Regions from separate parts of the Mus musculus genome. Here regions 2, 3, 4, 5, 6 and 7 are each linked to region 1. A link is a contact called in public Hi-C, HiCAR-type and promoter capture Hi-C data. All regions are on one chromosome and are shown on one strand. The core of a region is the stretch at or near the end of the contact, and the rest is flanking DNA. Distances in the headings are between cores, read along the strand shown.

The links. Promoter capture Hi-C pulls out the DNA fragments that hold promoters and counts their contacts. Hi-C and Micro-C count contacts between places; a contact is called where the count stands out from the background. HiCAR-type assays count read pairs that join an accessible place to other places.
Region 2: a contact with region 1 is called in a promoter capture Hi-C map of liver, with 2.6 times the contacts expected there. The contact joins the promoter of Exoc3 here to the promoter of Arsk in region 1. A contact is called at or near these places in 4 of 39 promoter capture datasets (the 3T3-L1 cell line, liver and pre-B cells), 1 of 484 Hi-C or Micro-C datasets (CD8 T cells) and 2 of 9 other capture datasets (adipose tissue and liver).
Region 3: a contact with region 1 is called in a promoter capture Hi-C map of liver. The contact joins the promoter of Pdcd6 here to the promoter of Arsk in region 1. A contact is called at or near these places in 8 of 39 promoter capture datasets (the C10 cell line, cranial neural crest, hippocampal neurons and 4 more), 2 of 484 Hi-C or Micro-C datasets (CD8 central memory T cells and pre-B cells) and 2 of 9 other capture datasets (adipose tissue and pancreatic islet).
Region 4: a promoter capture Hi-C map of hippocampal neurons shows a contact between it and region 1, with 4 times the contacts expected there. The contact joins the promoter of E430024I08Rik here to the promoter of Arsk in region 1. A contact is called at or near these places in 1 of 39 promoter capture datasets (hippocampal neurons), 1 of 484 Hi-C or Micro-C datasets (B cells) and 1 of 115 datasets of contacts at active chromatin or transcription factors (large pre-B cells).
Region 5: a HiCAR-type map of astrocytes shows a contact between it and region 1, with 3 times the contacts expected there. The contact joins the promoter of Zfp825 here to the promoter of Arsk in region 1.
Region 6: a contact with region 1 is called in a promoter capture Hi-C map of stem cell-derived epiblast-like cells, with 3 times the contacts expected there. The contact joins the enhancer-like site here to the promoter of Arsk in region 1. A contact is called at or near these places in 9 of 39 promoter capture datasets (the 3T3-L1 cell line, cranial neural crest, frontonasal cranial neural crest and 5 more) and 1 of 9 other capture datasets (liver).
Region 7: a Hi-C map of CD4 T cells shows a contact between it and region 1, with 2.5 times the contacts expected there. The contact joins the enhancer-like site here to the promoter of Arsk in region 1. A contact is called at or near these places in 8 of 39 promoter capture datasets (the 3T3-L1 cell line, the C10 cell line, embryonic stem cells and 4 more), 1 of 484 Hi-C or Micro-C datasets (CD4 T cells) and 1 of 115 datasets of contacts at active chromatin or transcription factors (astrocytes).

The regions. Positions count from the first base shown.
Region 1 is chr13:76,097,032-76,100,485 of GRCm38.p6, forward strand. Arsk (arylsulfatase K) reads right to left here and starts at 1,629. Exons shown (of 8, transcript NM_029847.4): 1 at 1,343-1,629. The coding sequence starts at 1,477. It overlaps Ttc37 (tetratricopeptide repeat domain 37), which reads left to right and starts at 1,703. Exons shown (of 44, transcript NM_001081352.2): 1 at 1,703-1,798; 2 at 2,340-2,409.
Region 2 is chr13:74,206,764-74,210,217 of GRCm38.p6, forward strand. It overlaps Exoc3 (exocyst complex component 3), which reads right to left and starts at 1,937. Exons shown (of 13, transcript NM_177333.4): 1 at 1,895-1,937; 2 at 144-334. The coding sequence starts at 317.
Region 3 is chr13:74,315,512-74,318,965 of GRCm38.p6, forward strand. Pdcd6 (programmed cell death 6) reads right to left here and starts at 1,815. Exons shown (of 6, transcript NM_011051.3): 1 at 1,596-1,815; 2 at 819-880. The coding sequence starts at 1,696.
Region 4 is chr13:74,461,836-74,465,289 of GRCm38.p6, forward strand. E430024I08Rik (a long non-coding RNA gene) reads right to left here and starts at 1,777. Exons shown (of 8, transcript XR_003950546.1): 1 at 1,374-1,777; 2 at 747-831.
Region 5 is chr13:74,492,265-74,495,718 of GRCm38.p6, forward strand. It overlaps Zfp825 (zinc finger protein 825), which reads right to left and starts at 1,697. Exons shown (of 5, transcript NM_001377115.1): 1 at 1,586-1,697.
Region 6 is chr13:74,741,465-74,744,918 of GRCm38.p6, forward strand. It overlaps Cast (calpastatin), which reads right to left. Exons shown (of 31, transcript NM_009817.4): 8 at 3,166-3,255. Among named protein-coding and RNA genes, the nearest start is that of Cast, 65 kb to the right of the region's middle. Within about 2 kb of position 1,862, at least 27 of the 459 cell types and tissues checked have an H3K27ac peak or open chromatin away from gene starts, as enhancers often do. A contact at or near this core is called in stem cell-derived epiblast-like cells, where this site is marked.
Region 7 is chr13:74,844,138-74,847,591 of GRCm38.p6, forward strand. No RefSeq gene overlaps it. Among named protein-coding and RNA genes, the nearest start is that of Cast, 38 kb to the left of the region's middle. Within about 2 kb of position 1,939, at least 19 of the 459 cell types and tissues checked have an H3K27ac peak or open chromatin away from gene starts, as enhancers often do. A contact at or near this core is called in embryonic stem cells, where this site is marked.

The sequences.
Region 1 (3,454 bases), core at 379-2,878:
CTGCATTGCATAGTAACTCTATAGTTAGTCACTGTAAAAACTGTCAAATGGTTTTCCAAGGTGGCCACACCACTTTACAAAGCATCTCAACAGCCGTGTATGAGGTTTCTAATTCCTCCATATTCTCATTAACTCTGGTTATTGTTTATGGTGTGTGTGTGTGTGTGTGTGTGTGTGTGTACTAAAGAACTGACATATTAACTGTAAAAAACAACAGGCCAAGCACAACAGTTTCATACTCTGATCATATTTACCTCCACATTCCCTCCTCCCCACCCTTGGCTCTTCCCATATCATCTCACATGACTTCCTCCTATTTTTATGCCTTTTGATTCTGGCTATCCTTATGGGGATCAATTGGTTTGAGCTACATTTCCCTAATGATTAATGAATCTAAGCTTCTTATGATGGGCTTATTGGCTATCTGTGTATATTCTGTGTAGGAATGTCTTTTCAAATCCTTGGCTCATTTTAAATTGCCTAAACCAAGATTATGACAATTTACACTTCCATTGTCTTGAAGGAGTTTTATAGCCTTAGCTTTTACATTTAAATCATTGACTAACTTTTGTTTTTACACATGGTGGAAGGCAGGACCCAATTTTGTTCCTTTCCATGTATATATTTACTTTTCCAGCACTACTTGTTTATAAGACTATTTCTGGACTCTTAATTCTACTCTACTGGTCTGAATATTTATTGTTCTGCATGTAAAGTACTATTGTGGCTATTGTAGCTTTACCATTAGTTTTGAAATTAAAAGCTTTTTTTTTTTTTTTTTAAATCAGTCTTCTTTTTCATGTTTTTTTCCCCTTCCCAATTCGAGGTCCTTTCACTTTCCATATGAATTTAAATCAAATTTAAGGTGATGCATACACAAATAACTTCTTTAAATCAGTGCTAACACAAGTATAGAATGTCTAGATTAGTGGTTCTCAGCCTTTCTATGCTGCAACAGTTTAATACAGTTCCTCATATTATGGTGACTCTCCCAACCATACGATTATTTTTGTTGTCACTTCATAACTGTAATTTTGTTAGGTATGAGTTGTAATGTAAATATCTGATATTTCCGATGGTCTTAGGTGACTTCTGCAAAAGGTGACTCGACCTCTCCCAAGGGATCGAGAGCCACAGGTTGAGAATTGCTGGTCTAGTGAATAAAGTTCAAGGAGCAAAGCCCAGGAGTTAGAGACTGGCTTCTTTCTACTACTTTATTAGTATGCACATGCGTGCTTGCAGGTGTGCGCATGCGGGACCTCTCAACCCCAGGGTCCTGTTCCCTGTGATGTTTCTCCACAGGCTCTGGGCGGTGTCTGCTCCCCGTCCTTTGGGTACTTACGAAGGAGTCACTGGCGACCAGCACCACGTTGGGCGCCTGGTTCACTTGCATCCTTTTCTTCTGTGTTCTGGGGGCCGGTGCTGCGAGTGCTAACGCTGCGACCACCGACACCAACAGCAACAGCATCGCGGGCATGGCCGTTCAGAAGCGGCTGCTGAGCGGGTCTCCTGTAGCCTGCTCTCCAGTCATGAGCAGGGGCCGGACTCTAGGGACAAGACTAGAAGTTTGGCTTACAAATACAGAAGTAAATATGAGCGGCACCTAGAAACTACACCTCCCATCAGGCCAAGGGCAGGCGCATGCGCAAAAACCAATCGCGCTCAGCCCATGTGAAGACCGTTTTAATCAAATTTCGAGCTAATGATAGCTCTGCCAGTTCCTCTCACTCAAGCGATGTCTGGGGAAGCGCGCATGCGTTGTTCAGACTTGTACTTTGTGGCAGTCCCACATGCCCAGGTGGGTTCTGATCGCTTCGGTTTTGGCAGAAGTTGAAATCTAAAGGCAGTAGAAGTGGTATTTAGGGGGAGAAAATACTGAGCATGAGCGTGATGTTACGGGCTGTCTTCCTTTTGTGCGGGGCTGAATGTTCGCTGACAAAGTGAACTTGGCGGTGATGAGGTGGCAGTGATTCTGTCACTTGAATTGGATTGGGTTGTGCCTATATGGGACTTTAGGCTAGGTCACCTCGTGTGTGGTCTGGGTAGTGGTGTGGATTTCTGCTGCGTTCCGGAACCCTAGTCAGGAAGCCCCCCTCATCGTATTTCCTCCGTTTGCCGACCTGTAAGGATTATGCTCATGTGGGTTGAAGAGCGGGCCTAATAAGTTTCAGGTTCCAGATACGGAACAGCTTGGCTGTTCTTTGTCTTTGGAGTAGCAATAGGGACCGGTTCTAAAAGGTACAGATGTGGACTGTGTGAAGTGTGCGGTTAATTGATGTATGCTCGGAGTAACATTGTTGGGTATAGAATAATCAGCTGTTCCTTTTTTTGATTGCTAGATTCCTTTGGAGAATTCTGGAAGAAGCACGTTTCTATTTTCAAGTCAAATTATTCACTGATAAGTTTCAGGTATATATAATTGTACATTACACCACTTGTGTTGATTTTCTGGCAGGAAAAGGAGGAGTAATGCTATTTATTTAAAATCTCAACTCTCATATCTGGCAGCCTTGTGTACAGATTAATTGTAATAAAACACCTTACACATCTAATACAGAGCGGTATGTGTTTAGTGTCTGTTAAGCTTTACTGTATATTTACTGTGTAGCATGCTTTACGTGGAATGTACTCCTTAATCTTCACTTAGACTACTTTACAGATGCGAAAACAGAGAGGTTAAATAACTTTTCAATAGCTTATCTAAGTAGATTACCTCCTAAACAGGGCACACTCCCCAGAATTGTGTTGAGTAAATTTGGAATGTAGGACATACTTTACAGAAACAATATCAACTGGTGCTTAGTTTTATAAAAATTACATTTGGTATTCTTTTTTTTTTTTTTTTTTTGCATAGTAATGATTCGTTGAACACAGATGATCCTTGAAGGCTCTGTTTCTGCAGGCCCTTGTTCTGAGGACAGAGCACATCCTTTTCTTCTTTCTGTAATTGCGGTGTCAGTGAGAGCAGGCGCTGTAGCAGGTTGGTGGAATAGGTATTTTAGGGACGCAGTTTCAAAGGGCTGCTAGAACCTAAGAGGTTTCTAGTACTTTTCATCAGACACGAAGTGGGGCATATAAAGGTCCTCCCTGCTAGCTTGTCCAGCCCATACTTCACCTTCCCTGGTGGGAAAACTTCCACTGAGCAGCTCGTTCTATACTCGTGGAGGTTTAAGTATTAAAAGTTCTGATTTAGAGCTGAAGACAGTCTTCTGCTTTTAGCTACTCATTAATTCATTGTGCTTTGATATTACACTGATAAAAGCCTGCCTTCCTGTTTCTTCTCCAATAGTAGTCTTCTCAGTCCTGCTAACTAGTCTTCAGCTAGTTATTGCTTTACTGCAGGTTGCTTCACTTCTTTTTGTTTTCTCCTGGAATCTTAACCTTTTAAATTTAATTAACTAATTATTTTCCTGTACATAGCCACTGCAGCTTCCTTTTCCTCCTCTCAGTCTCC
Region 2 (3,454 bases), core at 687-3,186, 1.9 Mb before region 1:
TAACTTTATGTTAACTTGTCACAAGACTGAGTCAACCTCAGTTGAGAATATATTTCCATAAAATAGGGTGGTAGGCAAGCAGGGTAGTGGCGAAGAGAAACTCAAGACAAATGCTCAGTCCCGTCATTTCTATGGTCTCCTACCTTTAGCCTGGCCTCTACAGAGGCCTTCTTCCGAGCTTCCCTTCTGCGATACTGCTCCACTTTGTCCAGTTGGTCTGGGCGCTGAAGCATCCCAGCAACCCTTTGGACTGCTGTTGCAACAGCCTCCAGGTCTGTCTCCTTCATTGTCAAAAAGCAGGCAGAATCTTTGCACATGTCATACCACAGGTACACTATATACACAAAGGAGAGGGTATGTCAAAATGAAGTGACGACTCCACATGCAAAGGTCATGTGCTCACCATGCAACTAATGGAGAATTTCTATGGCATTTAAATTAGCAAACTAGAAATGAAAGCTGAACTTGGGTCATAAACTCCTTAACAAAACTGCAAATCCTTAGAATTCAATTGCTAAGAAGATTTTACCTTAACAGAGAGAAGCAGGGATATCTCACAGGCGTAAGACAGTCACACAGAGAGTATTTATACAGGGACTTAAGACTATGTCAAAGGCAGCTCTAACACAATTCTTAGCCCTATAAAAGATCAGCTTTTCATTTCTGGAGCTCACCCTAGTGCTGCCCAAGTCCATGGGGTAGTTAGTCACTGGAAGGCAACAACTATTACCTACACTTCAGCAGCAGCCCAGTGGGCAAACACGAGTCTTATACTCCCTTACCATTGCTCTGGGTGGCCAAGATACCACTTCTTACTTTTGAACACTTCTAAAAACAAAGATAAGACAGCAAAAGGTAATTTATTGTCCTTACTTGAGTAGCTTGTTTCCCCTAAGCACAAATGTACCCGGTCAATCACCCTTTAGTCTAATATCTAATACTATCCAAGTCATGGACCTACAATGGCTATTTGCTGACTATCCAGCAAATGAGGGAATTAATAACACTGTTTCCTTTAATTTCAGCTACTCAACAGCCACAGATGTGATAAAGACCTACCTTCTGGAATCTTTCACTCTATTCCCAAGTAGTCTCAGAAAACCACTAAAATCCATTGTACATTTCCAGTTATGTAGCTTCTCCCTGTGTATTTCTCTCTTTGCATTTTCATTCAAGTGGAACAGCATTGCAAACACCATCTTCATCTTCTGACTATAAAATTACTCGTACCCAGACAGGAAATCTGAGCAGGCCACAGAAAGAGGATTCCACAACCACTTCTAACAGGACTGATTCACTGCGGGCTTTTTTTTTTTTCTTTTGCTTTAGTTTGACATGTTATCTTCAGCATTCCCAAAACATTAAAACTTGTATAATTCTATTTACAGGACTAGGTATTAAACATAATACCAAACCATCCCTCTGGCATGGAGTCCCCCACTCCAGCTGACAGGTGAAAGGCACTCCTGTGGCAGTGTTACAAGCCAGATGCAAAAGGAAAGCTGACCCAAAACCAAAAAAGCTTTGCAAGAAAGAGTCCACTCATAAACCTGAACACAGAGAATCAAAAACTAAAAAAACTGTACTGGATCGCCACCAAATCTGCTTCCAATGGCAGCTTGAGGACTGTCAGATTTCCGGCCTCTGGGGCAAAAGGGAACTCTGAGGGTAGAAGCAGCCCCGACCAAGGAGATGGGAGGGACGCACACCGAGGACAAACCCAAACCCGCCCAGGGACCCGCACTAGAGGGTGTCGCATCCCGCCAGAAACGTCGGCCGATGCTGTCCCTCGCCAAGGACAAACCCACTAAGGGGTACACTGTGCCACAGTCGAGGGCCCAGCGCCCCGCCCACCGCACAGGCACCCAAGGCTGTCAGAGCAGAGCTTCCTCACCGTCCGCAACGCCGCTGCCACCTCCCGGAGCCGGACCGGAAGTGTGCAACGCGGTCACTTCCGTTTCCGGCGTCTGGGCGGAAGGATGGGCTCTGGGTAACCTTGAAGGCGCTGTACGGGCGATCTTTCTGTAGACTCTTAGGAAACTTGTGCTTCTGGTGACACAGACTCAGGATCAGGGATTACAGATTCAGGCCTGGCTCCGCCGTCTGACGTTTGGCGCTCTCCCGACCCTCTTATTTTAAGTAGCACCTATTGTACCCACCCTTTCTCTCCGGATTAACCACTTAGGTTTGCCCTTGCTCAGTTCCTCCCCTTAGCTACCTTAGTCTCTCCACACCTCTCCATATCTTTACTGTGTCTTGTATTCAAGATTCCACTACTTATATTTCGTATATTTGTTTCTTCTTGCTGTCCTCGCCCTCATCCCCCAGAGGTTTCTGACAGCAAGTAGATTTCAAGTATTCAGGACAGTGCCACAGAGAGTGGGCTGCCTGCTGATAGCTGCTCGCGTAGCACGTAGAAGCGGCGAAGAAAACAAAACCACGAGCAAAACAGCAGCTGGTGGAATTACTCCAGCTGAAGGAAGCAGTGAAGCATCGAGTCGCCCCGGTACCTAGAACAGCCAGAAACTTTGTTCTACCTCTGCAGATACAGAGATTTCCCCACACTGTTACGAACTTTTAGTAAATTTTGGCGGGGTTTAGGTTCTTCCACTCACCCATCAGGTATGACAACCCTACCCTGACAGGTTTGGTTGTGTTTTTTTTTTTTCACCTTTTCTGCATACATTTGTTGAGTTGTGTGCCTATCCATAACATCACTACAAAGTCTGGCTCTCCCAAGCCAATGGATGATGGGGTAAATCTTCAGTAAATGAAAGAACAGTATAGGTAACCTGTCATAACCACAATGCAAATTATATGATGAAGTCAGTCTTTTAAAGATGCAGACCCTCCCTTAGTGTAGGGGTTGCAACTGGGAAAGTGCCCTGACCCCTTAGTTTATGACAAAACAGGAGAAATTTCAGCTTCATGAATGTTTAACTGCAAAGTGGGGAGGCACAGCTACCAAGACAAAGCTGCGGTTTTCCTTAGTTACCTTATATCCAACCCTAATCTCCTGCTGCCCACTATATAGTGGAGTGTTTAGTCATGGTGCTCCCTAACGAATTCAGTTAACTAGCCTAGTTAGATGTGAACTGCTTCAGTAGATGACTCAGCTTGTTTCCTTTCAATTAAATAAATAAAATAAGAATCTCAGCTTTTGTTTTTGGTAAGCCACAGAGTGACAAAGCTCAGGATACTTTTGAGTGTACAAGTAAGTTCATAGGTAGGCCTAGGAATGACCAGAGCCAAAGTAGGGAAAGAAAAAAAAAAATGAAGCAGTGACTAAAGGTTCTGCAGCCCTGAAGCAGGGAGAGTAGCCCCAAAGCCATTTTTACACCTGCCCACACAAAGGAGAAGGCATGGGTTCCAAGTAGGTGAAGAGCATATGGAGAATCCTAGAAACCCAGATGATCACCTTAGAGCTTCCTTGGTGAACAGGTGGGTCCAGAAA
Region 3 (3,454 bases), core at 565-3,064, 1.8 Mb before region 1:
ATAGTAAAAATAATCCTACTTTACACTCATTGGTGTGAGAGTGTCACATCCTCTGGAATTGGAGTTATGTGCAGTTGTGAGCTGCCATGTGGGTGCTGGGAATTAAACCCAGGTCCTCTGGAAGAGCAGCCAGTGTTCTTGACCTTTGAGCCATCTCTCCAGCACCCCCAGCTCAGTGCACCCTTCTTTTAAGTTTTAGCAGGGTTTTTTTTGTTTGTTTTTTTGTTTTTTTTTTTTTGTTATTTCGAGACAGGGTTTCTCTGTATAGCCCTGGCTATCCTAGAACTCACTTTGTAGACCAGGCTGGCCTCCAACTCAGAAATCCGCCTGCCTCTGCCTCCTGAGTGCTGGGATTAAAGACATGCGCCACCACCGCCCGGCAAGTTTTAGCAGTTCTTATAGCAAACATACTTCCACAAAAGTACCTAAGGACCATCTTGAAGCCTTTCAAAAACTAAGCAATTACTTCTAAATGTCACCTGACAATTTGTCAGTGTCCCCGATGATCCTCTTCAGAACAGTTGCTAAGACTGATAGCAGGTCAAAGGCCTTCTAGATAAGTGAGGGACCTCTGTTGCACAGAGCTAACCTTTTTCACTCTTGGGCAAGGTCTACACTATAGCTCCCATTTCAGAGGCTCACATACATTTGTTCTGGAGCTCGGTAAGGCAGCAATGATAATTAAGAAAATACAAACACAGAAGCTTAGCAAACACCTTTACCTTATACCGGTAATGGCAATTTAGTCTTAAGGACTTCTTTGGAAATAATTCCAGGAAGGAAACTGCTTACTGTGAATGAATCAGGCTTCAACTCACCATTGGATAATGCTTGCTGAAGCTCATTGTCTGAAATCACTCCACTCCTGTCTTTATCAACCCTACAAAAACAAACAAACAAACAAACAAACAGAAAACAGGTAAGCTGGTGATTAAATGTAAAGGAAGTATTAAAAATAAAACATAGCCAAGACATCATTTTCATCAATCTACACTAGGTCTGGAATGTTACTCTGGCCAGACCTTCCTCTTTGCTCAGCTGGAATGTCACACGCCCCCAGGTGTGCCAGAGACTAATGAACAACCAGAAGCAGTAGGAGGGGTTGAGTCATCTTTTCTCTATTCCTTTCAAGCTTTCTGTTAGCTCTTCAAGTCTGCTTAATTTATACCTGCACCAGTTCATCATAATAGGTAAAGAAAGATTCTCTAGGACGAATAAGTCATTCTTTGGCACGAGTCAGTGGAAAGACAATCAGTCATTCAGAAGGACGGCCAGGGACAGAAGACATGCAATAGCAGCCAGCTCTTTTCACTGATGCCGTTTTCCTGATTCAAGATTTGTCCTGTTTCTAACGCAAGCACCTGACCCTGTAGGGCGACTGTTCCGCGCCCTTCGGCCCTGGGCAAAGTCACTGCCAACATGACCCTGAACCCTGTGCTATTGTAGAAGAGAGAAAGTCGGGGATGGAGGGGAGTAGGAAGGACTGGGAAGGAGGTCGGGGGATGAAGGGCTGGGGAGAGGGAGGACTGGAGAATAGGCCCTGAAAACTGAGGACCGACCCAAGGGCCGAAGGAGCTGAGCGGCGCTGGCCTTACCGCTGGAAGACGTTCCACAGGAAGCTCTGGTCTGGCAGTGCAGCTCCAGCAGCAGGGCCGGGGCCACCACCCGGGCCTGGGCGGTAGGAGTAGGCAGCCATGGGCTGATGCACAGCGGCAACGCGGCCCAGCTCCACAAGCTATGCTTCCGCCTCAGTTATGGGGCAGGACCAGGAGCCCACAACTTCCTGGGAACAACGGAAGCGCGCACCTTTGAGTCACTTGGCAGGCGTGGTCCGTTGCCACGCAACGTCTGGAGGGCCTTGGGGTTAGTCTGAGCTCCGCCTCCTACTCTTGCCCGGCCTTGGGTGTCCCTTTCCTTTTCAGCCCCACCCCGCTCCGCCCTCCTGTGTGTCTCAGCCCGAAGCTGCGGCGGGTGAGCTCAGAAGAGACCACGCCATGAGGGGCCGACCCAAGCTTACAAAACGCCTCGACCTGTAACGGAAAGTGGTGAAAGCTTTCACTTGGACCGACGGCTTCCCTTTACGTCTGCATTAGTATTTAGTGCGAATGTGATGTGCACCAACCGCATGAAGTCCTCGGCGGAAACGCAAAGTGCATTTTGTGCACTCTGGAGTTTGTCCGTCTGTCCATACTACACCTTCTTGCCTTCCCACTTGCTTATATCGGTTTATGCCCAGCCTCCCTAGGTTTGCAGTGACTTCATTTGTAAATGGCCCGAGTGAGGTTTGGTCCTGAGGTGAGAGCTGTGTTTTCTCCACCCCTTACTTGGACTTCTGTACTTTTGGTGGTTACTCCTTTTAATTATAAGTATTCCTTCTTTCGTTCTAGATACTAATTCTATGGTGCTTTTATAGTTTGGAATGTCCCTAAATGGGAAAATGCATAGCATTGGGGCAACTACCAACCGGTCACATTCACGGGCTGTCAGGCCATCCTTCCACCTAAATCTGAATACTGTGAATAGCTCAAGATACAGATTACTCCGTTCTGCCATAGGATTATTCCAGCCTTCCTGTAGTCCTCATCCAGGGACAGACTTATAATAAGAACTGCTATGCTGTCTTTATGGGGGGTTTGTTTACCCCATAACTAAAGAAGAGGGTGAAGAGACCAAGGGCCAAGAGTATGGCCTTGTACATCTGAAACTTCCATGTGGATAATCATCCATTATTTAGCACAGCTATAGATCTGATCAAGTCCCAACTGTATCGTTTTCTGCTCCATTTCTCTTGTTCTTAGGACATCTTAAGAGACTTTCAAATTGCTCAAAGAAACATCTTATAGCTTTGACATTTACCTCAAAATCTACAAAATTCTTTAAGAAAGGTAGATTTTTTTTCCAGGATTTGGCGAATTCATTTTTTATAATTTCTCATAAACTGTTCATCTCACTTTTGAATAATCTTTTAGACTTTTCTGGTTCTTTTATTTAGAATCTGAGATCTATTTTTATTCTGTCCTCTCTCTGGCTCCTTTTCTCTTTACCAGAAATACAAAAATATTAATCATAATTTTCCTACTTGAACTGGAAGTTTTCCAGTACAGAGAAACTTCAGCAGACCCGAGGCTGCTGAATCCGGGACTCTACCAGCTGTTTGCTGACTTTGGAATGCTATAAAGGTCCAGTCCCAAAGAGACCACCTTCTGCAACAGCTTACAGGTAGTTGTCTTCCAGGTGCCACCATCTATCTCCTTGCCCTATCTCAGGTTTAGTTTCCTCTTAACCAGGTCTGTTCTAAGCTTTCCAGTAGAGAAATAAATGAGATAACCCTGTCCTCCTATGATGTTAATCATATCATGTGTCTGCATATTGGGCCACTCTTTCCTTTAACCTAATTCTCTGAGCTACTTCTTTGAGCTACTATATACACAAAATTGTTTTCCTTTAGAACTTT
Region 4 (3,454 bases), core at 527-3,026, 1.6 Mb before region 1:
AACGGGAGCTTTAGGCACACCAGGCATTAATGTTGGTTGTGACTCTGTAATGATGGATTGAGCAGCTTGTTACAGACCTGCTTTTTGCTTTGAGCATGTGCCAAGTGGCTGGTTGTACATCACAGTTGTCTCTCCTTTGTTATAGTTTGGAGCCAGCTGTGTAGACAAACCTGGGGAGCAAACATGTGAATCCTAGCATCCTAGTCTCTAACCGGCCTGCTTAGCATACTAACCTGTGGGGTGTTTTTGACACAGTCCTCCATCAGCTAAATGCTACTTACTGTCACTATTTCTTAAGCTTGGTAAACCATTTAAATCATCAATTCTACTCTTCTACATCTCAGCTTAGTATGGGAGTGCTACCCAACACATGAGATGCCTTTTAACAGCTCCACAAAATTAACTACAAATGGATCTTATACTTAATAGGTAAATGCTGGGGGCAAAACTTATAGAAGATTCAAGAGAAACTAGGGCTCTCCAAGTTTGGCATCCTGCCCGTGAAATTTCTACAAGCAAGCCCCTAATCCTAATGTTTTGAGCTGATTCAGCCCTGATACTGATGTTATTCAGAGTTCACCGCCTGTTTTAGCAAGTGAGGAGCATCACAAAGGACCGCACAATTGGCCACATCTGGTTACATCTGGCTGAGGCTTCCCATACAGCCCCAGAGAGGACACACCACCTCAGCTCCCACTGCTCAGCCACCTGCCCCTACCCATTATAGACAGTAACCATGCGCTTACCATGTTTCAAAAACGGAGCTTACTTGAGGTCCACTCACAGCACCCAACAGCAGCGCTCAAAGCAAGACACAGAGACGGTTCAATCCTGTAGAGCAAAAACAAACTTCCAGCAAGGCATCCGGAAGACCCCGCCTCATTGTCTGACTGGCAGTTCGCCCTGGAATCCTTGATTGGCCAGCGAGTCTTACCCCGCCTCTAGATTAAAGTGTGCTTCCTGTCCCGGTCCAGTCCTTTTACAGATCTCGGGAGTGGTTTGCATTCGGGTGGCATTTGTGCCTATCCTCCTAGAGCCTCCTCTATCTGTGGTCCCAGGCCGACTTTGAGGAGGATCCACCATTGCAGCTCCGGCTGTTCATCCGCCTGCTCCTCCCCTTTGTGGGCAGTGATCTCGCACTCACCATGTCTCAACTTCGGAGCTCGCTTAAGGTCCCCAATGGCACCCAACAGCATTACTCAAAGCAGGACGGAAAGGACTATTCACTCCTGCATTCCAAAACGAACGTGCAGCAAGCCACCCGGAAGAACCCTCCTCATTGTCTGACTGGCAGATCCGCCTGGGGCCCTAGATTGCCCAATGAGTCTTACCCCTCCTCAAGGTTAAATAGAGCTTCCAGTCTTGGGTCAGACCTTTTCCAGATCTCTGGTCTGACTTGCTCTCCATTAGCATTTGTGTCTATCCTCCGAGCGGTGGGAGTGGAGACAGCATTTCAGCTCAGGCTGTTCAGCCGCCTGCTCCTTCCCGTTGTAGCAGTGGTCCTGCACTCACCATGACCTACTTCCTGGCTTGCTTGAGCTTTCCTCACAGCACTTCCCCTTCTTCCTGAAATCAAGGTCGCTAGCCTTTTACTAAACTGGGAGTGGAGTTATCAATCTGGCTCACCAGTGGAAGGATGCCCAGGATAATAACACTAAAGAGGATTTTAGGATACAAGAGTTTTGTTTTGTAGCTTGATGCTGGACCAGGGGAAATGCAGGTCCTTTTCACCAAAGAGGTATGAAACAACCTTGGGAGAAAACCAGGAAAGAGATGACAAACAGTGTAGAGCACTGTTGTTAGCCAGCGCATCTTCCTCAGTGGCAGGGTGGAGACAAACCACAGTTGTATTAGTACAGATAATCGTACCTCATCTCATAGGACGAATTTCTTTATGTATGTAGAAAGGGGATTAATAGAATGTCTCACAGACAGTGGTCCTCCTAGTCCAATAATGGCTTAGCACATTCATTGCCAAGGGAAAGAAGAAAAATCAAGGACTTGTTGAGTTCACATTGCTTGATATCTCAGCGGATCTTGAGAACTTACCAGAATTCTGAAGAAATACGTACTTACTAATGCCAGTTTAAAAACAAAACAAAATGAATGAATGAACAAACAAAACACCTTGCTAAAAAATGTAGGGAAAGAAGTAGACAATTTGAAAGAACTTCCCTGTTTAAGGTCCTTTATGTATGTAGGTTTCAGAAAGAATGTGTAGCCTGGATTAAAGGTGGATCTTAAACTCTCAAAAGACCAAGATATAGCAAGGGTTTCTCACTTCAAAAGGAATAATTAAGAAAACTCCCTTACAGGATGCAGGGTTAGAGTTAGGGGATTAGAGGGTTAGGATTAAGATAAAGAGTGTTTAGATTAGGGTTAGTGTGGTTAGGGTTACAGGTTTAGGGTTAGGCTCAGGGTTAGCACAAAGATTTTGCTGTGCTATGTGAAATCAGCTCCTGTCTCTTCTCTCATCTGCCTTCCCAGTCCTCTTTTTCATACTATCAGCATCTTCCTTCCTGCCCCAAAGAAAGTCATAAGGGGGCTATGCAAGAACCCGGAATTCCCTGATGGGAAATAGGTTTACTTTACTCAGGGGCCCAGTTCTCATACAACAGAAAACCACTATTTCTTCAGTTGTTGTTTTAAATTTCACCTAGGGAATCCTCTTAAAATGTAAGCAATCATGGGGCTTGGTGTCTTTTTTTGATAATGATATAAAGCATAGACCATTTAATTTTACCAGGTCTTTAGGTAATATAACCACATGGTTCAAGATCAAATGGTAGGCACCATTATTCTTGATGGTCCCACCGAGTCAATAGTATCCCTATTACACAAAGAAGAAATATCAGACTTACAAAGTATTCGTTTTGCATCTTAATGTTTTGTTTTGTTCTGATTCTAGTAACTTCTACCTTACAGATTTAATGGCTCCTCAAAAGAACCTAAAAGTTTTCCCATCCACATACCTCCAAAAGTGGCATACTAACAAAGGATACAATGACTTTGATATTCACAGATCCCAACAGACAAGTATAAGTTACTAAGTGCTAGTAAGGCATTTTTTTAAGATTTTTTTTTAATGTCCATGAATATACACTGTAGCTGTCCTCAGATACACCAGAAGAAGGCGTTGGATTCCATTATAGATGGTTGCAAGCCACCATGTGCTTACTGGGAATTGAACTGAGGTCCTCTGGAAGAGCAGTGCATGCTCTTAACAACTGCGCTATTGCTCCAGCCCGAGGAAGGCCTTTTTAATGTGACTGATTTAGAATATCCATAGTCGCATAAGAAACACCTTGTCAATTTTGTGTATGTAAACCCAGTGAACTCACTGACATCTTTCATTGAACTATGATAATTTTGAGATGTGGTGCCATTGAGAACTTAGAAAGAGGGGATAAACATACCTTGTTCCCCACCCCTGAATAAATGTTGTCATAGTAGA
Region 5 (3,454 bases), core at 447-2,946, 1.6 Mb before region 1:
ATGAAGGCCTTGGCCCCAGGCCATTACCAGCTCTCCCAAGGACTTTCCTGGCTTTAGAAAGGGAACTCTATTTAATTCTCAATACATTGTAACCTCAGAAAAAGCTCCCAAGGCCTAGGCTCCAGACCATTATTGGCTCTGCAAAGTAAGTTCCCGGGTTTGAGAAGCAGTTATATCATTCTTTATACATGAGAACTTTAGGGAAAGATTTACTTGATAAGGCTAGCCCTCCATACAACAATGTTTCTTTCTTCTCTCCCTCTCTCTCCATCTCTCTCTGTTTATTTATTTACATTCTAACTGTGGCCCATGGTCTTGTTGCCCCTCCCAAGGTTCTTTACGCTCCTCCCCCTTCCCTTTGCCTGTGACACCTTGCTCCATCACTCCATCTCCACTCCTCTCATCCACTCCTCACCTTCCTCATTCTTCTTCCCGGGGGAATCAAGTCTACAAGATTAGGTGTATAGTCTCCTATTCGGTACAGATTAGCAGTCCTCTGCTACATATGTTCCTGGGACCATGGACCAGCCCATGTATTCTCTTTGGTTGATGGCTTGGTCTCTCTGAGCTCCCGGGGGTCTAGGTTACATGATACTATAGGTCTTCTTAAGGGACTGGCATCCCCTATAGCTCCTTCAATCCTTCCCCTAACTCTTCCATAGGGTCCCTGACTGGAGTCCATTGGTTGGCTGTAAGTATCTGCATCTGTCTCAGTTACTGGTAGAGACTCTCAGAGGACAGCCATGCTCAGCTCCTGTCTGCAAGCACATAGGTGTTTTTCCTTCTCAAATGGATGTCAACCAGTGGAGTGGCAGAACAATGCTTTTCTCAATTAGACAATGGGAGCTTTAGGCACACCAGGCCTTCATGTTGGTTGTGACTCTGTTAAGGATGGATTGAGCAGCTTGTTACAGACCTGCTTTTTGCTTTGAGCATGGGCCAAGTGGCTGATTGTACATCACAGTTGTCTCTCCTTTGTTATAGTTTGGAGCCAGCTGTGTAGACAAACCTGGTGAGCTAACATGTGAATCCTAGCATCCTAGTCTCTAACCGGCCTGCTTAGCATACTAACCTGTGGGGTGTTTTTGACACAGTCCTCCATCAGCTAAATGCTACTTACTGTCACTATTTCCTAAGCTTGGTAAACCCTTTACATCATCAATTCTACTCTTCTACATCTCAGCTTAACATGGGAGTGCTACCCAACACATGAGATGCCTTTTAACAGCTCCACAAAATTAACTACAAATGGATCTTATACTTAATAGGTAAATGCTGGGGGCAAAACTTATAGAAGATTCAAGAGAAACTAGGGCTTTCCATGTTTGGCATCCTGCCCGTGATATTTCTACAAGCAAGCCCCTAATCCTAATGTTTTGAGCTGATTCAGCCCTGATACTGATGTTATTCAGAGTTCACCGCCTGTTTTAGCAAGTGAGGAGCATCACAAAGGTCCGCACAATTGGCCACATCTGGTTACATCTGGCTGAGGCTTCCCATCCAGCCCCAGAGAGGACCCACCACCTCAGCTCCCACTGCTCAGCCACCTGCCCCTATCCATTATAGACAGTAACCATGCGCTCACCATGTTTCAAAAACGGAGCTTACTTGACGTCCCCTCACAGCACCCAATAGCAGCGCTCAAAGAAGACACGGAGAAACATTCAAGCCTGTACAGCAAAAAACAAACTTCCAGTAAGGCTTCCGGAAGAAACCGAGTCGTTGTGTGACTGGCAGTTCCGCCCGGAAGCCTTGATTGGCCAGCGAGTCTTACCCCTCCTCTAGTTTAAAGTGTGCTTCCTGTCCGGGGCAGGTCCTTTTACAGATCTCGGGAGTCGTTTGCATTCGGGTAGCTTTTGGTGTCTGTCCTCCTAGAGCCTCATCTATCTGTGGTCCCATGCAGCCCTGGAAGAGGATCCACTATCGTCGCTCAGGCTGTTCATCCGCCTGCTCCTCCCCTTTGTGGGCAGTGATCTAGCACTCACCATGTCTCAATTTCGGAGCTCGCTTAAGGTCCCCCACCGCACCCAACGCAGTACTCAAAGCAGGACAGAAAGGACTATTCATGCCTGCACAACAAAACGAACCGGCAGGAAGCCACCCTAAACAACCCTCATTGTCTGACTTGCAGGTCCGCCTGGGGGCCTTGATGGGCCAGTGAGTCTTACCCCTCCTCAGGGTTAAATAGAGCTTGCAGTCCCGGGTCAGACCTTTTCCAGATCTCTGGTCTGACTTGCTCTCCAGTAGCATTTGTGTCTATCCTCCAAGCCTTGGGAGCTCAGGCTGTTCAGCTGCCCCCTACTTCCCGTTTTGACAGTGGTCCTGCACTCACCATGACCTACTTCCTGGCTTGCTTGAGCTTTCCTCACAGCACTTTCCCTTCTTCCTGAAATCAAGGTGGATAGCCTTTTATGAACTGAGAGTGGAGGTATCATTCTGGCTCACCAGTGGAAGGATGCCCAGGATATTAATATGAAAGAGGATTTTAGGATACAAGAGTTTTGTTTTGTAGCTTGATGCTGGCTTCAGGGAAACTGCAGGTCCTTTTCACCAAAAAGGTATGAAACAACCTTGGGAGAAAAGCAGGAAAGAGATGACAAACAGTGTAGAGCACTGTTGTTAGCCAGCGCATCTTCCTCAGTGGCAGGGTGGAGACAAACCACACTTGTATTAATTAGTACAGATAAATGTACCTCATCTCATAGGACGAATTTCTCTATGTATGTAGAAAGGGGATTAATAGAATGTCTCACAGACAGTGGTCCTCCTAGCCCAATAATGGCTGAGCACGTTCATTGCCAAGGGAAACAAGAAAAATCAAGGACTTGTTGAGTTCACATTGCTTGATATCTCAGCAGATCTTGAGAACTTACCATAATTCTGAAGAAATACGTACTTACTAATGCAGTTTAGAAACAAAACAAAACGAATGAATGAACAAACAAAACACCTTGCTAAAAAATATAGGGAAAGAAGTAGACAATTTGAAAGAACTTTCCTGTTTAAGGTCCTTTATGTATGTAGGTTTCAGAAAGAATGTGTAGCCTGGATTAAAGGTGGATCTTAAACTCTCAAAAGACCAAGATATAGCAAGGGTTTCTCACTTCAAAAGAAATAATTAAGAAAACTCCCTTACAGGATACAGGGTTAGAGTTAGGGGATTAGAGGGTTAGAATTAAGATAAAGATTGTTTAGATTAGGGTTAGAGTGGTTAGGGTTACAGGTTTAGGGTTAGGCTCAGGGTTAGCACAAAGATTTTGCTGTGCTATGTGAAATCAGCTCCTGTCTCTTCTCTCATCTGCCTTCCCAGTCCTCTTTTTCATAGTATCAGCATCTTCCTTCCTGCCCCAAGGAAAGTCATAAGGGGGCTATGCAAGAACCTGGAATTCCCTGATGGGAAATAGGTTTACTCTACTCAGGGGCCCAGTTCACATACAACAGAAACCCACTACTT
Region 6 (3,454 bases), core at 612-3,111, 1.4 Mb before region 1:
AAACAGCATTATGACACACACATTCAAGATGAACTATTCATGTATTAATAGCCTAGATCATGTACTAGTCCCATGATCAACTGTGGACGGTAATGGCAAATGCTTCAAAACTACTACATACATTAAGCCTGTTTAGTGACAGGAAAGAGAAGCTTAGAGAGATCCGGCTCATGGAGGAAAATAAAGTGATAGATTGGTTTAAGTACATAATAAGTCCAAGGAAAGATATGAAGAAGGCAATTAAAATGTTGTTTGGTATATGGAAAAGATGGAGGTTGAAGAGAAGGGAGAAGAGGGGAGGGAAGGGAGGCAGAAGAGGCTAGGAAGGGAAAGATGGAGAGGAGAATAGGAAGGAAAGTAGTGGAGATGAGGTGACTCCCTGGGTTACAGAGGAAGGGATAAAACCCTGATCTGCACCAGGATTGCCTGGCCACCATACTTGTCCCGGGCCTTGAAAGCCTACAAGTTGTTTCTGAGGTAGCTTCTGTTCCCTGCGTCTTTGTTTCTGCTCACCAGGACAACTGTGTCACTTGCCTTGGTAGCTCATTGTTCTTTCCTTGATTCTTCTCATATATTTTCTCCTTTGGCTATAAATTACGGCAGTTCCTGCAGCTGCTAACTTTCCAACCTGCAACCGTCCTGCGTCTGTCCACACATAATCTCTGACGATGACCATGGGGAGCATCACTGTGTCACCTCTTATCTCCCACACTTGCCACAGCAAAGCAGCATTCAGATTCTGCCCTTGTCATGCCACCCTGTGCTTCTCTTCTTCTGCTTCCAGTAGCACGTACTCTGTATATTCCCGACTTATGATGGTGTTCTATGCCAAATCCTCTAGGGTCAGGGACTCTTGGCAGGAATTATATTGGTTAGGTTATTTCATTTAGGACCTTCCTGGGCCATGGATCATTTGCACATATCAACTCAGGCAGCAGATCTCAGCCTGCCTGAATCTGTATACCAGCCGTGACATACACAGGTGCTTCCGAATTATAAATTATAAATCACTTCCCCTGTCCCTTGTTTTCATAGTGATATGAGGACAATGATGGTACCTAGGGGTTGTGAAGGTTATGTTAATGTTTAATACTTAGTATGATGTAAGCACTTGCTATATAATTAAATACCAAATTAACAACTGCTATGACTTTGGTGCTAAGAACACGGTGCCAGGTACAAGCCAGAACCCCTTCCTAGAGAGTTAACTGCCCCCTTGTGTAGTTGTGTGCACACTCACAACTCTTCCCCCTCCCTCTTCCTGTCTCATCTTTTCCTTTCTCTCTATCTCCTCTATCTCCATTCCCTCCTCTCTCTCCCACTTCCTCCCTTTTTCAGTGCACCACACAATATATTAATTACTTTGCTACATGCCTTTTCTTAAGCCTGCCAAACATTTAAATTCAGTCTAGCCCTAATTAGGCATAGCCCATTCTTCATATATATCCTATAAGCTTCTGTTGATCTTTCAAAGTAACCAGAGGTCGAGCACAGTGCTGTAAATCTGCCACTCCACTTCTAAGCAGGCACTTGGTCTCAGTGCTGACCCTGTGCTTGGATCACAGAATGAGCCCCTCCAAAAGCCTGGCACTGTGGCATCTATCTTGTCTTGCTTCACTGTTATCAGCCTACTCATGCCATATTCTGAAGCCCCAGCACATTGTACATTTTCTTTACCTCTGCCCTACTCAGCCAACACCTTCTGAAAGCTGAATGTTTTGTCTCTGCTATAACTTTGAATAGCTCTCCTCTTTTCTTCTACTATAGCTCTAAGTTAGCCACATAATGGCTCACCAGCACCATCGAAACAGCCCTACGCCACCTCACCTTCCTGCCACTACCCACAAGCTCCTACAGCATTCTCCCCAGCAGCCTTAACCTGTCTTTCTAGTCTTACAGCCAGCAACCTCTGGACTCTGCTTTCTGACACTGGAATGTGCCTGTGATCAGACCTCATCTGAAACTGCTCAACATCTCAAAGTGTTTGCAAGCCTGGAATCCCAGCTGCCCTACATCAAAGGGGAGGTCGCTCAGCTCCGGCTCTCACTCCTGCTCCTGCTGCTGCTCCACTCCCGCTCCCTGTCTCTCTCACAGTCCTGTGAATCCCCTGCCTCAGATGGAATTTACCTTTTCTCATAAAATGTTTCTCTACACGGACACTTTCCTTAATCTGGCCAGCACATAGTACACTCAACTATAATGCTTCAAACCTGCCAAATCCTAAAATAAGTCAGGTTTGATTAGTCCTAATGAGATGGGTATAAATCACTAGTAAAGTAAAATAAAATAATTATGGAAAGTCCAGAATCAAGCCAATGAATAACAGAATTCCAGGTAACCTTTTGTCATGTGGATCATTTAGCTTTTACTGATAACATGGGCTAGTTAATTGCTAACCTCAAACCTCAGATTTTGAATATACTTTAAAAGTTTGTGTTATAACATATCTAGTTAAATCTATTTTTCAAAGTAGTTCATATAAATACACACTTGGTGTTTCCAGGCTGATGGTTAGGTCCTGAGATAACAGACAAGTAACCCATCACAAAACCCTTCCTTCACATGTGAGCATTTCTATGTAAAAAGTTTTTATGAATTTTGTTAAAATAATGTGTCTGGAATCCCAAGATCCAAGAAATCAGTATGTTTCAAGGGACTTTTACCTTTTTCTGCGACTTTCTGCACACTCCCAGACTGGCATCTGAAGCTCCTCCAGTGCGGGGTTTCTGGGACTGGGCAACACATCTAGAATCATGCTAGCAACTCACACCATTGCTGTGATTGTGACTTAATGTCAAGGTTGCTGTTGTGAGCATTCAAAGCTGAGCGTAATGCCTACTCAAGCACTCATGTAAGTTTTACGTTTTTGATTTCATACCTGTGAACCTGGACGGCAAGGCCTGAACCAACTTACATTTTAATTACTTTGGCATTGATATCAGGCCTTCGAAGCCAGTTGCCCAATAAGTATTTACTAGATATACACATTTCAAAATTATTTTAGTATTTTTCTCACTTTAAGTTCCCAAAACATGAGCTTTTTCACAAAAATACACACAAACTGTATCCATTGTTTCTGAATGTCGGGTTGTCCGATATGGGCTTCTTAGAACCAGAGCCTCATAAGCAGAGAAGTTCATGTTATGTCTGTATATGTATGCTCACCTTACCAACCACTTTGTCCAAGGCAGTGGCCACAGTCCCACCTCCAGCCACACTCTCTCCACCAGCTGAAGGAACATCTTGAAATTTTGTCTGAGAGCAGAGATAGAAGAGTGACAGGACTAAGTATCTTTGACTGTGGCCAAGATCATGAGTTTCCAAATGTCACCAACACCTGCTAGTTTGTTCTCATGAAATCACTGTGGAGAGAGTTTGCTAGCTTCCTCTGCATGTAATGCAAAGTTGTGCACAATATAGGGCAGATCTCAAGAGCCTACAGAGTCCATTTAGG
Region 7 (3,454 bases), core at 689-3,188, 1.3 Mb before region 1:
TATGAAATGCAAGGAGTCTTATAATTTTATACGATCAATATGCACTAATAAAAATTTAAAAACAGAACTGTCATGGAAAAAGAAACCTTTTATTGAACTCTTTATGGTTGCTCAAAGAATTATGAATATGAATGTGAATATTAAGGACAAAATTGTAACTCTCTAATGCTTCAAATATTTATAACAAAATGAAACAATCTGGCAGGAAATTAACCTTTCTATCCAAGAAGACAGTAAGTCTGTAAAAAAAAATCACACATAATGAGTACTAAAGACATCAATAGCACTTTTTCAAATCCATATGTTTCCATAGAAATGGATAAATAAAATTATGCCAGGATTCTCCTGTCTAGAAATAGTACTTGCACAAAGGAAACAAAGCCACAACGTCGTATGGAGGTAATAAGCCTATTTGCTTATTTAGGGGTATTAGCTCACAATGATTGGCTTAATTATTTTACAGGGGTTACTTAAGTCTTCAAGCAAATGCAATAGTGACACAGAGGAATTAAAGATATTTATAATACTAATTACAACACAAACAGAGACTTTGAACAAGAAGAGTCCATGAAACAAAAAAGTGTGAGCAACTACCACTCAGTAAAAGGTATTTTATTTTGTAACCACTTCAAAGAGTATGGATAACTGTAGTTGAAATATATTATATACATGTCTGAAATGTCAGAATGTGACTCAAATGTGACTGTGCCTCTGGCTACTCATTTTGTTTGTTTGTTTGTTTGTCTTTGGTTTGGGGAACACCCATGTTCTTTAAAGTGTCCATTAAAATATTGCTTTGGGGATCTTTCATTAATAATGCTTTTAGAAAAAACAAAGAAAAACATTAGGAATATTATAATTTGGCAGTTATCACTATTAAAATTATACAGAAATTCTTTCCAGGTCATTACACAAAAATACATTATAAAACAAATTAGACATGTATTCTTTCCTTGACTATTTTCCTTCCTTCCTTCCTTCCTTCCTTCCTTCCTTCCTTCCTTCCTTCCTTCCCTCCCTCCCTTCCTTCCTTCCTTCCTTCCTTCCTGGAAGACAAAATAAAAGAAGTTTATTCAATATAACTGTTGGAACCTAGGTAAAATATTAAGGCCTAGATGGTACAGTGTCATGGTTCTGTTGTGGATTGCTGTTTGGGAGGGAGGGGTGAGGTCAGGTGAAATCTTAACTGATCAGATAAGGCTAGAGCCTGTGATTGGGCACTGGAAGGAAAAGGCAAAGCTGAAAGTCTTAGAGAGGATCAGATGAGTCAAGATGAGAGAGACCATGTGGCCTGAAGGAGCCTCAGGTAGCTAGGGATTTCATAGATGGGCATAGATGAGCAGTATAGGGCACAGATGCCCAATCTAGGTGTGCAGCTTCTATTTATATCAATTGAGTTTTATGTTCTTTGCACGAGCATTTGGGGGCTGGAGATTTATTGTTATAAATCTGGCTGGTATATTACAAGTCTCTAGTGCCATCATTTTACAGGGATAAGGGGATCTGAACAATCTCTCTTGTTTTGAATTCCCTACGTCCAGGGGATCCTACACTCCCTGACCACCTTAAATATTCAAAAGATGATATAACCTAGGCTGGACCAGAGATATCGGGGGGGGGGGGGAGACTAAATCTTTTGGGCTTAGACTCCATCTTAGTGAACCTGACTTAAGGTTGAACTCAAGTTAACTAATAGGCTAGTATCTCTCTCCAGTTTCCAGGTTACTCCCACCCGGACAAAACTTGTGTCTAGCACCAGTTTCCAGGTTATTCCCCAACAAATCTGTACCTCCAGGTTACAAGTCTGCCCCTGACACTTAACTTCTGAACAACCACAAATCAGGAGGAAAACAAAAGTTGACTTCACAGTGTGACTACCAGCACCAGCCAGTTAGGTTATAGGCCATAATCACCCCCCAATCAGATGTGTATCAGGCTAGATACCCACTTCCTGCCTTTATAAAGGCTTGCCTGAAACTGGGTTTGGGGCTCCACCTTCCTGCTGTGTTTCAGTTGGCAGGGAGCACAAGCTCAAACCTGAATAAAGAGCCCCTACAGTGGTTGCATCGGATTTGGCTCCTTGGTTGTCTTTTTGGGGTTCATGAACATTTCCTGGCACACAATACTTAGTACCACATATGCTTTAACAGTATCCATCTTAATTTCCATGTGTTTGGTTGTCTTTAGCTGATGGGGAAAAGTGGTATTATTGTGATTGGATTCTGTGGACTGTAAGATGCACTCACTGTAGAAGACAGAGAACGGCCCTGACATTACTGCTTGGGTGGGTAGATGTGGCAGCACATGCCTCTACCCCAGGTGCTCAGCATGGTGAAAGAGGATCAGTTGGCAGTCTGGTGTACTAGCTCAGTCTCAGGAAGTTTAAAGACAAATCTTAAACCTGGGCATGATAGTGCTCACCTGACACCTGGCCTTTTGGAAGCAGAAATCATAAGTTTGAGGTCAGCTTGGGCTGCATAGTAAGTTTCAGATCAAATTGGAAAATTTCATTACACACTGAGTCTCTGTCTCAAAAAACAAAGAAAACAAAAAGGTATATTGTATATGATGTAATTTATGGTTGAGGACACAATCAATCTGTGTAGGGTAAACAATTTACATTTTTCACAGGACCTTCCACTTTAAGGAATCATTGGGTATGACTGCTTTGATCCAGAAAGTAGCCATCTTTAAATTAGTATAAGGCATTTTAGCCTCCAATTTTGCTGATGCCCCTGAATCATCTTTTAGGGGTTTCCATAGGGATATCAACAAATGGCCACAGTTTGTATATTTAAAATTTTTGTTTTCTCTCCTAAGTAAAAGGCCTGCCTATTTTTATTTTGTTATTTATAGTAAATTATACCATGATTTACTTTGTCTGAAGTATTCTCCTAAGTTGGTAAATGCTATGCAGGGCACTCCAGGTTTCCTATTGTCTTTCCGGTCAATCGGCTATCTGGGATGCTTTCATTAACAAACTTGGCTATTATATCTATGAAGCCAACACTGACACTTCTCACTGCTACTTTCAGCTATAAGGATGTTTCAGCTTATTGCCCATTTGAGTGAGATTAAAGTTCAATGTTGGGAAAGAGCATGGACCTAAAGGAAAAGTACCATAGGCGTGTATTAGGCATCAGGCTCAATGCTGTGCTGTGTGCATTGTAGCCATTTAAAATTCTTTAAGTCACGTTGAATAAGAAATTCTACCTCCTGTTTGCACATAGCAACTGAGTGATTTACTCCTGGTTAAAATTTGTTTCATTAATTTTATGTTGCAGTCAGAAATCAGCCACCACTACATTACCCAGTTCTAAACCATGGGCTGAAGACCCACTCATCATTCTGTATAGAACTGGATCTTCATCAATATATATTTAAAAAGAAATAATCTCTGTTTTTATTTTATTTTTTATTAGGTATTTATTTCAGTTACAGTTTCAATGCTATC